Regions from separate parts of the Mus musculus genome. Here region 1 is linked to region 2. The links are chromatin contacts, called in public HiChIP or PLAC-seq maps. All regions are on one chromosome and are shown on one strand. Each heading gives the region's core, a stretch centred on a gene start, on an enhancer-like site or on the middle of the called end of the contact. The rest is flanking DNA. Distances are from core to core; before and after follow the strand shown.

Region 1 (5,649 bases), core at 803-3,302, 630 kb after region 2:
TTTTTTTCCCAAAAGGAAAAAAAAAGTAAAGAAATAGATTGCCACCAGGAGTTTCATCCCATAGTAAAGACAGCCCTTCTAAGCTGGCTTGTGTTTGTAAAGAGTTCCCTTTGTCTCTTGCCTGCTACCTATCTCTGATATTTAGTAGTACACAATGCTACTACACCTTAGACACTACGGGAAGTGACAGGGATGAAGAGAACAAATATCCGGAGTACACCCTGGAGTTCTTTCTAAGCTCCATCCAATCTGTAGTAGGCAGTTCTTTCTTGGTGGAGCTTGGGGTAAAACAGACTTGCCCATCTCCAACAACAGAAGTCATTAGCATCCCATGGCCTCCCTTCTCTACGGAGAGAGATGCAGGGAGGGAAATCCTCTATGCTGGCTTCCTCCGTTGTGCCTCTTATCATTTGGTTCTTTTGCAGACACTGGACTACTTTCATTTTATAAGGACGCACTCCTCCCCAACTAGCATAGGTAATAAAATGAAATTCTCTAAAAACGTGGAAAAGATGGCTGTCAGAGAAGTTCCACCAACCTTTTACTAGCCTGTCTTGAATTTTATTTATTACTTCATTAGAGGTTCTAATATTTTGATTCAGTCTTGGTGAATAGGAGTCAAACTAGGGAGGGGCAAATTTGTTTATAGCAAGTGGCGGTTGAATTTGTGCAGAACTCTTACTCGATCAATGTTCCGTGCAAGCGACATTTGCACAGGCTCTCTGTAACCTCTTTTCCAAACAAACTCTAATTTGACATAATGCAGTGGAGAATGGCACCAGTCATCGGCTTTGCGTCAGAAACGCATTTTATTTGGATTCAATTCAGACTTAACGAACTGGTTCCCGTAAATGCAGCAGATGGGATTGAGGCAAATGGAACCCTGTGTGGGGCCTCACGCCCGGCAACCACGGCTGCTCCCCTGCATGCAAGCCTTCCCTGAGCTAGTTGGTTAGCTAGTTAGCTAATTGGTTAGGCTCATTCCAGCTGAAACTGGGTTTATAATTTTCAGAGTTCTCTTACCAGTCCACCAAACTGAGGCTTGAGAAGTGACAGTCCAGCAAAAGCCGCTAGATAACGTCCTTCTCTCTCTGCCCCACTGATTCGTGTGAAGAACGTTGCCAGAAGATGGCCCAACGGTTTATAAAGTTGGCAAAGCTATTGCCAGACCTTTTCTTCTAAAGGTCAATTAAAAATGCTAGCTGTACTGTAAACAGAATTCTTCATAGAAGAAGACCACACGGTACCCAGAGTGGTCTCTTAATACAAAATATCAATTCGATTTTCCTCAGGAGATTCACTCTCCTTTTGCAATGCAAATATTTTCAAGTGTACTAAACACGTTTTAGCACCTCAACATAGGCACTAAAACTATTTGCATGCAAAATTACCCAGAGTAGGCAGACAGGCACAAGCTTATGCTAGCACCATATGTGCTGAAGAATTCGAGCCAGAAAACAGCTAGTACTGGACGGTATTTACAATTTAAATTTAATTTTACATTATTATTCAAATGAGCATTTATATATAAGTCTCTATTAAAATTAATGCTTCACATGGAACAAAATTTTCACCTAAAATTATACTTGCAATAGTACTGGGCCTTTTTGCCCAGCTATCTAGATCATTTAAGAACCACAAAGCATTTCTATTTGTTTTTCGATTCTACCTGAACGACAGAGTCACGCTTTTCCTATGAGAATGAAAAGTAAAACTAATCTCGATTGGAAGGCCGGAAATCAACACAAGCACAGACCAACCCTGACACACTAAAGAGTGTAAACGATCGGAGAGAACCCGATGCTGCCTGATGATATCATAGTTCTTTTCTACCTTTCCACTAAAACGCCAACGATCTCTTTCCCTTTGCCTTCCAACAAGTTCCATGTGTTTTGTGAACAGTGACATGCCTTTGGCTTGATGTTTTGTTTGCAAAATGCAATGTGTTTTACTGTCCCCAGAAAGTAGCACTTCTTTGTATACTCAGAAACACGATCAACTGCATGCCCTGTTTTGTGCAACCCAGGGAAGGAGCCTTCCACCCTGGGCAACAGCGGTATGTGTGTGAGGGGTGCCTCAGAAGCCGTTGCTACAATACCACAAACAGAAGGCTGCCTCCTTCACTGTCCCCGAGAGTCATTTTCTATTTTAGGATTGGTAAAGTGGTAAGTCTTTAATGTCACTGATTTAAACGCTGCGCACTTTACGTTCATCTTCACTTTACAGAGAAAACTCTAGATGGATCAGAAGCCAGCATTCATTTTGCTCACCTGGGCTGCTTGGCTGTGTATTTATTCTTGGAGGCCCTTTGAAAATAAAGTCTCCATCCTCTCTTCATTGGTTCCCCACAGATCCACGGTTTCCTACTTACAGCTAGTGCACACACATCATAGAGGTATCAGCCAAATAAATACAAAACTTGAGTGGGGTTCTTAGAGATTGTTATTTTGTAGTCTATTTTAATGAAAGTCTATGAACCAAAAGTAGAAATATCCTTCAAATACTGGGACTGTGGTAATCTTTATAGCCTGTGGCCAAGGAACTCAAACTGGAATAGAAGGAATAGAATAACTTTTTAAAAATTAAGGATAAAAATAGTGTCAAATGTACCTAGAATCTTAACTGCAAAACATATTTACTCCTGGATTAACTATAATAAATTTTACCTTAAACCTAGCAAATAGAATGTTTCTTTTGAAAAACTTAAAAAGTAGGGCTCTAAGGCTAATGTCTCTTTTGCCTTCTTTTCTCCCCCTTTTTCTTGAAAACCACAGGAAGCTGCCTTCTTCCCCGACTTGCAATCAGTCTCCAAAATGTTGAATCATTGCCTGGATGCATGAACTCAACTGTGTGCAGCTTTAATGTATAGCAGCCAACATTTCTATACATAAGTACTCTCAAAGGGGCTCAGAGGAGAACTAGAGACCTTTGGTTCTGTGGGTTTAATGGGAATGGAAAATCTCCACGTTTACACATCTATTCTCACATATTAATATCATTACATTTAAACGGAGGTTTGATTTCAAACATTGAATTAATTAAGAAGGGAACATCTACGGTATTAGAAAGCCAAATCAAATGCCAACAGCGCCCTCTACTGACTTCTAAAAGAAAACTTTTTTTTTTTTTTTGTCTAGCAACAGAAAGAAAATTTCTGTTTATTTACTTAGCGAAGCACCCAGACACCAAATTAAATGTCTTAGAAAATACCAAATCCCTTGGTAAACCTGAAGGAAAAATGCGAAGAATTTTATAAATAGAAATCAGCAGTCATGTGGATGCTCCACTACCAATAAAAATTTCCTGTTCCACTAACAAATTGTGAACCATTTCCTAGCCTGGGAGCCTTTATTACAGTCAGGGCAAAAGCTAAAAAACAATTAGGGTTGGGTTAACATTCGCATTTACTACCACCAGGCACAAATATGAAACTTGGATTCCGAAAACTGAGAAGTCTTAATGGAAGTTTCAGATTCTTACATTATACTTCCATGCTTCTTGCTGTGTTAAAAAAAAAAAAAAAAATCCAAGCTCTTTCTTTATGGTTATTTCTTTTAGGAACCATAGATCATTTCTAATTCTCACACAACTTTGAGGCAAAGATACACTGGGTTCTTTTACTAAGTGCTAACATTTGCTGCAATGGGTATTTTAATTAAGGCAATCAAAGAACTGAAAAATAAAATAAAAAATATGTTCCTGCCAAAGCCCTTGCTCCAGACTTCGTGGAGACTGCCACGGTCTACACCTGCAATGAATCTCATTGGTCTCACTCCGTGAGTGCTGCCGCTGCCTTAAATCCCCCCACGCACTGCAGCGTTGGCCACATTTTTATGCAGCCTGGCTCCCTGCTCTGAAGCAGAACTCCTGAACAGCACATTCTGATGTTCTCCAGTCTCACTCACTTCACCAAGTGAGACCTGACAAGCTTTACACGAGAGGCGGGTGTGAGAGAGTCAGGAATGTTGGTGTGAAGGCACCAGAAGGCAAAGCAAGCGTTTCCTACTGACAGAGGAAGGAGCAGAGTGGCCTGAGCTTGCTGCGTGGATGCTCTGGCTCCACTGCACAGGCTTTCCCCGACGACCCTCCCTCACCTCCACCAGTCTGTGGTGGGAGGGTTGCCATAAATTTCTAGTAAATTGTAGGCTGCTAAATTAGAAGCGTTCTTCAACTCTCACCTCCTCCCATCAACTCCTCGCCTTTATAACTGTATTCTCTCACTCTGGCACGCGCACACGTGTGTGCATATACATACATACATACATACATACATACATACATACACACACAGACAGAGAGAGAGAGAGAGAGAGAGAGAGAGAGAGAGAGAGAGAGAGAGAGAGAGATGCTACCTTTATCATCCAGAAAGAAACATTTCTGTTAAATCGCCACCCTTCGTATTAAACTTTCTGTTGTAATTTAGGAAACCACAGTGGTTTCCTAAAGCATTCCTAACTGTGTCAAAGCTTCAGAGAATCTTTTTTCCTACGGCAGGTTCTTCCCCCACCCCATTCAAGGGTCTTCTCTGCTGTTTCTAAACTGTGTGACCTAAGGTAGGACACTCAAACTTGTTAATCTCGGATTACTTCTTTCATGGAAAGAGGATGGTAACAGCATTCTACTTAATCTATGGGGTTTACTGAGATTCTCATGAGATAAAGTTTACAATATACTCTAATAGGATGTCTGGTACATAAGAAACAACCCTTACTATTTCTGCATACATAATGAACAAGAAAAACGTCTCAGGTGAATGAACCAATGTACTACTGAACCTGTGTGTGGCGTGACACTGTCCTTCCGTGGGTTTCTAAAGGCAACTGCCTCTGGACAAAATGTGCAGGGAGGGCAGCAGCTCAAATCTCAGATTCAGAAGTGGGTAAATTTCCTTCTAGCCTTGTCTGGGAGACATCTCTGCCTGCTCATGGCTTTGAATCAGTTAAACTCTTTTAGCTTTGTGGCGCTACCCTACAAAGGGAGGGCATTGTCTAGTTCACACTGCTAAGTTAAGACTATGTGGCCACAGGTCTTGGTGAATGAACCCCTTCCGCAGGAGCTTCTCTTTCCCTTTCTCCCTCTCTCCCTCCCTCCCTCCCTCTCTCTGTCTCTCTGTCTCTGTCTCTGTCTCTGTCTTTCTGTCTCTGTCTCTCTCTCTCTGTCTCTCTGTCTCTCTCTGTCTCTCTCTCTCTGTCTCTCTCTCTGTCTCTCTCTCTCTCTCTCTCTCTCTCTCTCTCTCTCTCTCTCTCTCTCTCTCTCTCTCTCTCTCTCTGCTTTCTCCTGCCAGATAGACCCCTTAGAAGCCTGTCTTTCAGTCTTGCCTTCAAGGTCATCTCCCTTCATTTTGCCTTTTCTCAGGCAGCGCTTCCTTGTGGAAACCATCTCTGATGTTGCTCAGCAGGCCATACCCATTTTACATGTTCTTCCACATAAAGAGAGGCCCCCATTGTGGTAGCTAGCTCAGATTTAAGGTTTCCCAAGATGGGTTGCTTTCCACCAAGACAACCCACATCCAGGCTGGGTGACTATTCTGTTCACGTCTATATTCCACTACCTGGCAGAAAGAAGGGCCTAATATCATCTGTTGACTATACAGATGGAAACCCAGTAGAAGATTAGGTACTTAAAGAAAGACATTCATTATTATAAAAG
Region 2 (5,948 bases), core at 3,201-5,700:
GAGTCAAGAGCTCAGGGGTACTGGTATAGCATGCCCTTATACAGGCAGATACAGAGCATACAATTCTATAATTTGTCTGGAGCACAGTTAGAACTGAATAAATGCAACAGATGTTGTCATTCTTATGGCTGGCACCAGAATGGCATCATCACCATTACCACTACTATAATCATGATCAGTACCATTATCATTATCGTCATCATCATTGTCATCATGAAATGACTTCCATAGGTTGGGATGATCTATAGACTTTGCAGGATTGTAAAACTTGCTCTCTAGGAATTCTTGATGTATTAAGAGTGACAGGAATTTATTTTATAAGTGCAGTCTCCAGTAGAGAAAACAGAAACCCAAAACAACCCTTCAAATTACTCCCTATCCCTAAAAGACCTCTGTCCAGACTCAGCTAATTATAGTGTTTGTAAAACCCGTTTCTGTTGTTGTTTGCCCAGAGAGAGTAACCGATCCACTTGTGCCAGTGAAGGCAGCCCAGCACCACAGAACGTTTTCAGATAGGCAAGGAGAAGGTATTTTCAATGCCGACTGTCCTCAATATTGTCACTAATTTGTTCTAAAGCAGCTGTTTCCCTTGTCATTCACCTTTGATGATGATAATTAAGAAATCTCCCCATGGCTCTCAAGGTATTATTAAGCTGGATTCTGTTTTTAAACAACATTAAGATAGATGGCAAATCTCACCAAAGTTGTAAAAATAATTCAACCTTTTGATGCAGTTTCCTTGTCCTTGGATATGGCAAATGGCATATACTTCCCCCACCCCAACCCATTTCTTCCCTTGTGACTTGGTAGACTTCTGAGGATTTCCTCTTTTTTTTTTTCCCCTTAATTTTTCTTTGGTCATAGGAACTGAACCCAGAGTAAGCTATGCACAGGCTTGTGGAGGGAGGGAGCAGTACTCCAGGTCGATGAATGTTCTTTGAATTGTATCTTTTCTTATAGACATTTGAAACTTTGTACAGATTGATAGAAATGTGCAGTAATAGTCCACCTTACTATGATAGTGATTTCATGAGCAGAGGCGAGGCTCTTGGTCTATAGAGAGGCAGTTAAGAGCTGACATGAAACCCTAGCCTCCTTCCTCTTGCTTACTCTGTTCACACTAGTCAGTGCTGAAAGCAAAGGAATTCCTAAGAAGGTGCTGCAGAAGGGAGAGTGGAGGGGATGCTCCAAGAGTGGGCGAGAATTAAATATGTTTCATCTATATTATGCATATTGTTAATTAGGACTATACATATTTATTTTTCCTTTCAATTTATATAATGAAAAGAAATATCTGAATCTCACTTTATAAATGAAAAACTATGTGTGGGAGAGAATAATAAGTCATAGACAGTACTAAGAAAGCCAAGGCCAAAGCGAAGCTTGTCTTTACCGTTTGCAGGCTGTTGTTTTATTGACCTCCAGGAATCAAAGCTCCAATCTCATAGGGTCCAATATCCCTCCTTTTCTGTTGTTGTAGCTATTGCACAACATGTGTTATAAATGAGTGTACAATAGCTTTAAAAAGAATGGGAAAATGTGCTTTGACAATGTCCATGGCTAAAGAGCCCCAGGGATTGAAATATTCAATACCAGGGACAGTAACACTTACATGTAAGTAAGTGACAAGACCCTGCTATGTGCTTGCCTTCTTTGCTGCAGGAGACAGGGTTGTTTACATTATCAGAGTTTGTTCTAGTTTGTGCCAAAGAACTTGCTAAGGGTAATAGACAGGTTTGTTACATAAATGTACATTCCAAATTAGAAGAATTGTGAAAATATGAGGCAATCAAATGGCAAAGCCTTTAGTGGACTGCAGCAATTGCTTCCTTTGGCTAGCCCTCAGCTGGCCAGCATCAGAGAGGCTCTAAAGACGAAGTGAACCATGTTCTTCAAGTATCAGACACAGGCAGTTGCTCTTAATAGTGAATGTAGTCAGGATTTCCTAAGCCAGTCGCCTGCCTGCCCCATGCTTGATTAAGCCTACTTTTGATAGAACTGTATTAGGCAGATCAGGGCAAGGAAGAAGCAGGAGCCCACAGCACCTGGCTTCTGCTCAACTGTCTTCCAGCCTTGCTTCTTCACAGCTCTCAAGGGAAGGCAAGAGCTGAGGGGCAAAGGACTTCCCCTGGCTGGCAGTAGTGTGTGACAGGAAGAGATGCTCCAAACAATCAGATTTGGGAGGCTTGCTGTCTGACCTATGAGAAGTTAAAATACTGAATAAGAGAAAGAACAAATTGGGGTGGTAACTGTTGAACACATCTGCATTCTCCAGGAAAAGATTGTTCTTCCATAGGAAGAAAGGATACTACTCCTTGCTCTCATTATTCTGGAGGGCACATTTTAAGGGAAGAGCTGAGACTCTTAGTGCCAGCAAAACCAAAGGGATAGTTGGCCCATACATCTCACTTCAGAGATAAGGTATTCAGGATGCAGAGACAGTGACTTACCGTTTCAGATTGTTCGAGGTCACTTCTGCACAGTCTCATCATGTGCATTTGAGTCGAGTCAGAAGGATAACACGTATGCATGGAGACTTTAGGCTTCTTATAAAACAGACAAAGATTCAGGACCGTTCTGCTCAAAGGTGGGCACTGGTGTTGGGTGCACAGGTCCTGGAATCCAGCTTTCTCAGATCCGCACTCACAGATCCTATATGGCTGTCTTCAGAAGCTCCCGCATCTGGAGAAAATGCCAGCATTAGATTTCCTTTTGCTTTTACCTCCCATCCACTGATGTTTATTTCTTTACTTTTGCAAATCATCTCTTCTTCCCTAATTGGAAGACTCTTACTATTGATCCCATTGATGTTGGGCCAGCATAAGAGGAGCATGCTCTCAAAAGACACAAAAAACAGGAAGCTGAATGAAGAGCTAAAAGAGGAGGCTGAGACCTGAGGTCAGATTTGTCTGTGGCAGAATCTAGCTTTACACTCTGCTTCCTGAAGCAGAAGGTTGCTCAGCAATGTTGAATTTTGCTGGCTCAGTACTGACTGTGGAGACCTTTACTCAAGGAGGATGTGGGCTGGGAAGGTAATGAAACTTTCTGTTCCTCTTCCATAACTGAACCCAAGCTCAGTGCCCAGCATGTTGGATGGCTCACAACAACCTGCAACTCAATCTGGTCTGATGTTATCTTCAGGTCTACATGGGAACCATCACTCATGGGTGTATATTCACACACAGAGACACAGACACACGGATACACACATTAATTTAAAGGTAATCTGACATTAGTCAACGTGAGGTCTGAGGTTCTTTTCACTGTTGTCTTTTACAGTTCAGTATAGACTCTGATTCAAACAATCAGTTCATCTAAAACAAAGAGAGATTATTCTCTCCAAAATCTTCATGTATGGTGTGGATGTCCAGATTCTGGAGGCCATGCCCCATGCCTAAGACTTTTCCCCTGATTCCTCTTTACTTATAACCCTAACCTCTGCGGAGAGACTTTTGTTCTTTCATCATCTGTTGATCTATTATTGTCTTACCTCCTCTCCTGTCGCCACATAAATCTGGTTGGTGGTTGGTGGGGTCTGTTTTATAGGGCTTATTAGAAATCACAGTGAATCACCTCTGGTGCCAGCTTTGGGTCACAAAGGAGGTCTGCCAATTTTTCAGTAGCATTCCCATCTTGGGAGGAGTAGGGAGTTCCTCACACTAGACTGTCAAATGACAGAGTGGCTCATTTAGTCAATCAGAAAGACACTTGGTCCACATAGAGCAAAGGGCACAATAGTTGATAGTGTCTGTTGTAAAGTCTCCTACCCCATTCCCTTGTCTCTGTTTTGTAAACCTGCTGCTTGGAGAATGTTCTTTGGAATTTGGTAAGTCCCATGGACGTGAGAGGTCATCTCAGGGAAGCTGGTGTTTGGGGTCATCACGCTTTCTACAGCCTGATGGACAGACAACAGGGAACACGGATTACATTTAAACTCAGCTGCTTGTTCCCGTGAAAGAGTAATTCATTTATAGAATTGTGATTTCTCCTGCAGAAAAAAAACAAAGAACAAACAAACAAACAAACAAACATCCCCCAGAACAAAACCAAACCCAGCTGCTATTTTTGGGGGTAAGAGTTTAAATGAAAAGCCTATGAAAGTAAACTACCCTGCCAGGAAGACTCTCCGTGAGCTTTCCAAATCCGTTCACTAAAGTAGGAATTTGAAAGCTGCACCACAAATTGCCTTTCCCTTCAACCGGGATGCTTATTATGGTCCTGGCTCCTCACTGCTGGCCTATTACTTACACATGAGTTTCGTTACCCTGTATTTTAATTATATGTATAGAGCAAGTTTTATGTTCCCTTCTCTGACTACTCGTAAACTTCACAGAGATCACCCAAAACCATACTGTTCTTAAAATAGCCTTTGCCTCTGTCCTTGTAGTGATACCAAATGACATTCTCTTGACCCAGCTCTGGCTTGTATTAAGTACACTTGGAGACTGGCAGACATGCTCATCCAAACCCCAGCTTAGTTTGAGTTAAGCATACCCCAGTTGCCAGACTCTGCGCCTAGAACACACCATTAGAGACATGTCATATGACTGGCAACAGGCACAAGTGGAATTTCTGCGGCATCCTTTGAACGTTACCAGTGTTTGAGTCAGAGCTGTGGGCTCTGGAGGCGATGCCACTTCTGTTAGCTGTGATGGGAACACGCATGGGTCTGCCTGCTGCTATCTCTAGGTGTTTCCCTCTCTGCTCTGTGCAATCATTCTCTGGTCTGAGAGCCACAAGATGTACGGTTTGTAATTCTGGGGGAAGAGTGCAGCTAACTCGAAAGGCTGGTCCCAGTATTAAATGTCACCAAAATGAGTGAAGAGAGTATTCTAGCCTTGATTTGCAGGTCAGACTGTTACAATTTCACCTTTCCCCATTTCTGCTGCACTATTTCACTGCCATGGGAAACAGTGTAAATCAGCCACTGGATGGCTCACATCTTCCTCTTTCTCCCCTTAAAAATACAAAGCTATCTTCCCTCCTACAGATCATTATGGCTGATAAATCAGAGACTAACCATAATATTTTAGGTGACGTGGCTATAAAATATGATCCGTGAGTGTTTTCCTTTCTGAAACTTCACTAATTGTGGCATAATTCACTATCACAATGTTTTATTTTAATTCACATAAACAGACCAGCTCAGAAGGATTGTTTTAATAGAGGAGTAATATCACATGGCCGTATTTGTTAAAGAAGCAAGTGTTATTGACCCAGCTGAGTATCCTTGGTGGGTCAGGGGCTGTGCCTCAGGTTTGCAGGTTTCAGTGTGTTTTTCTAATCTTCTGTGGCTCTCCCTAGGCGTGAGCACAATGTACATTCGTCTGTCAGCCTGGGACTCATAATGGAATCATTTTAAACTGGCGGTGAATCTTGGCATTCATCGTTATGCTGTGACACAACTAGAAAGAAAGAGAGATGTGTTATGTGTTCCTTTCCCCATGTGGTATCACTGAGGCTGGAGGACCAGTGTGACTGCTTGGCATCCTCCTTTCCTGTGCCTCTAAGTCCACAACTTTGACAATTTGTTCTTTTTTTTTTTTTTTTTTTTTTTTTTTTGTATACAAGTTTGTGAAGTTTTCAAATTCCTGGGTCTTCGATGGTAATTCTTACTGATGAAACGTCTCTGGGAAAAAAGGAATTTGGAATGAAAACAGATGTTATAAAATTCATGTGTTTGACAATATTTTTTTTCTTTAAAATAACAATAAAATCCATAGCTCAAAGTCAGGGAGGCTCCTATCAGGGGTTCTGATGAGAAACACTTGTAGATCTCTCTGACAGAGTACCATGGCAGCAGAAGTGCTGACGACGCCCTGTGATGAGTTGAGTTATGGTCTCTAGCTGAGTAGCTGATTATCCAGTGTTCCTACTCTCCAAGATCTGTTGAAAAGTCGCAGTTGAGTGAGCATGAGGGCTTCCTGGTATGCATGTGAGGTGCGTAG

The links. HiChIP or PLAC-seq counts read pairs in DNA pulled down with a chosen protein or histone mark.
Region 1: a contact with region 2 is called in an H3K27ac HiChIP or PLAC-seq map of heart atrium, with 16 times the contacts expected there. The contact joins two enhancer-like sites. A contact is called at or near these places in 1 of 39 promoter capture datasets (the 3T3-L1 cell line), 7 of 484 Hi-C or Micro-C datasets (the 3T3-L1 cell line, the HL-1 cell line, cardiomyocytes and 3 more) and 2 of 115 datasets of contacts at active chromatin or transcription factors (cardiomyocytes and heart atrium).

The regions. Positions count from the first base shown.
Region 1 is chr4:81,561,979-81,567,627 of GRCm38.p6, reverse strand. No RefSeq gene overlaps it. Among named protein-coding and RNA genes, the nearest start is that of Mpdz, 120 kb to the right of the region's middle. Within about 2 kb of position 2,052, at least 33 of the 459 cell types and tissues checked have an H3K27ac peak or open chromatin away from gene starts, as enhancers often do. A contact at or near this core is called in heart atrium, where this site is marked.
Region 2 is chr4:82,196,368-82,202,315 of GRCm38.p6, reverse strand. No RefSeq gene overlaps it. Among named protein-coding and RNA genes, the nearest start is that of Gm11264, 130 kb to the right of the region's middle. Within about 2 kb of position 4,450, at least 27 of the 459 cell types and tissues checked have an H3K27ac peak or open chromatin away from gene starts, as enhancers often do. A contact at or near this core is called in heart atrium, where this site is marked.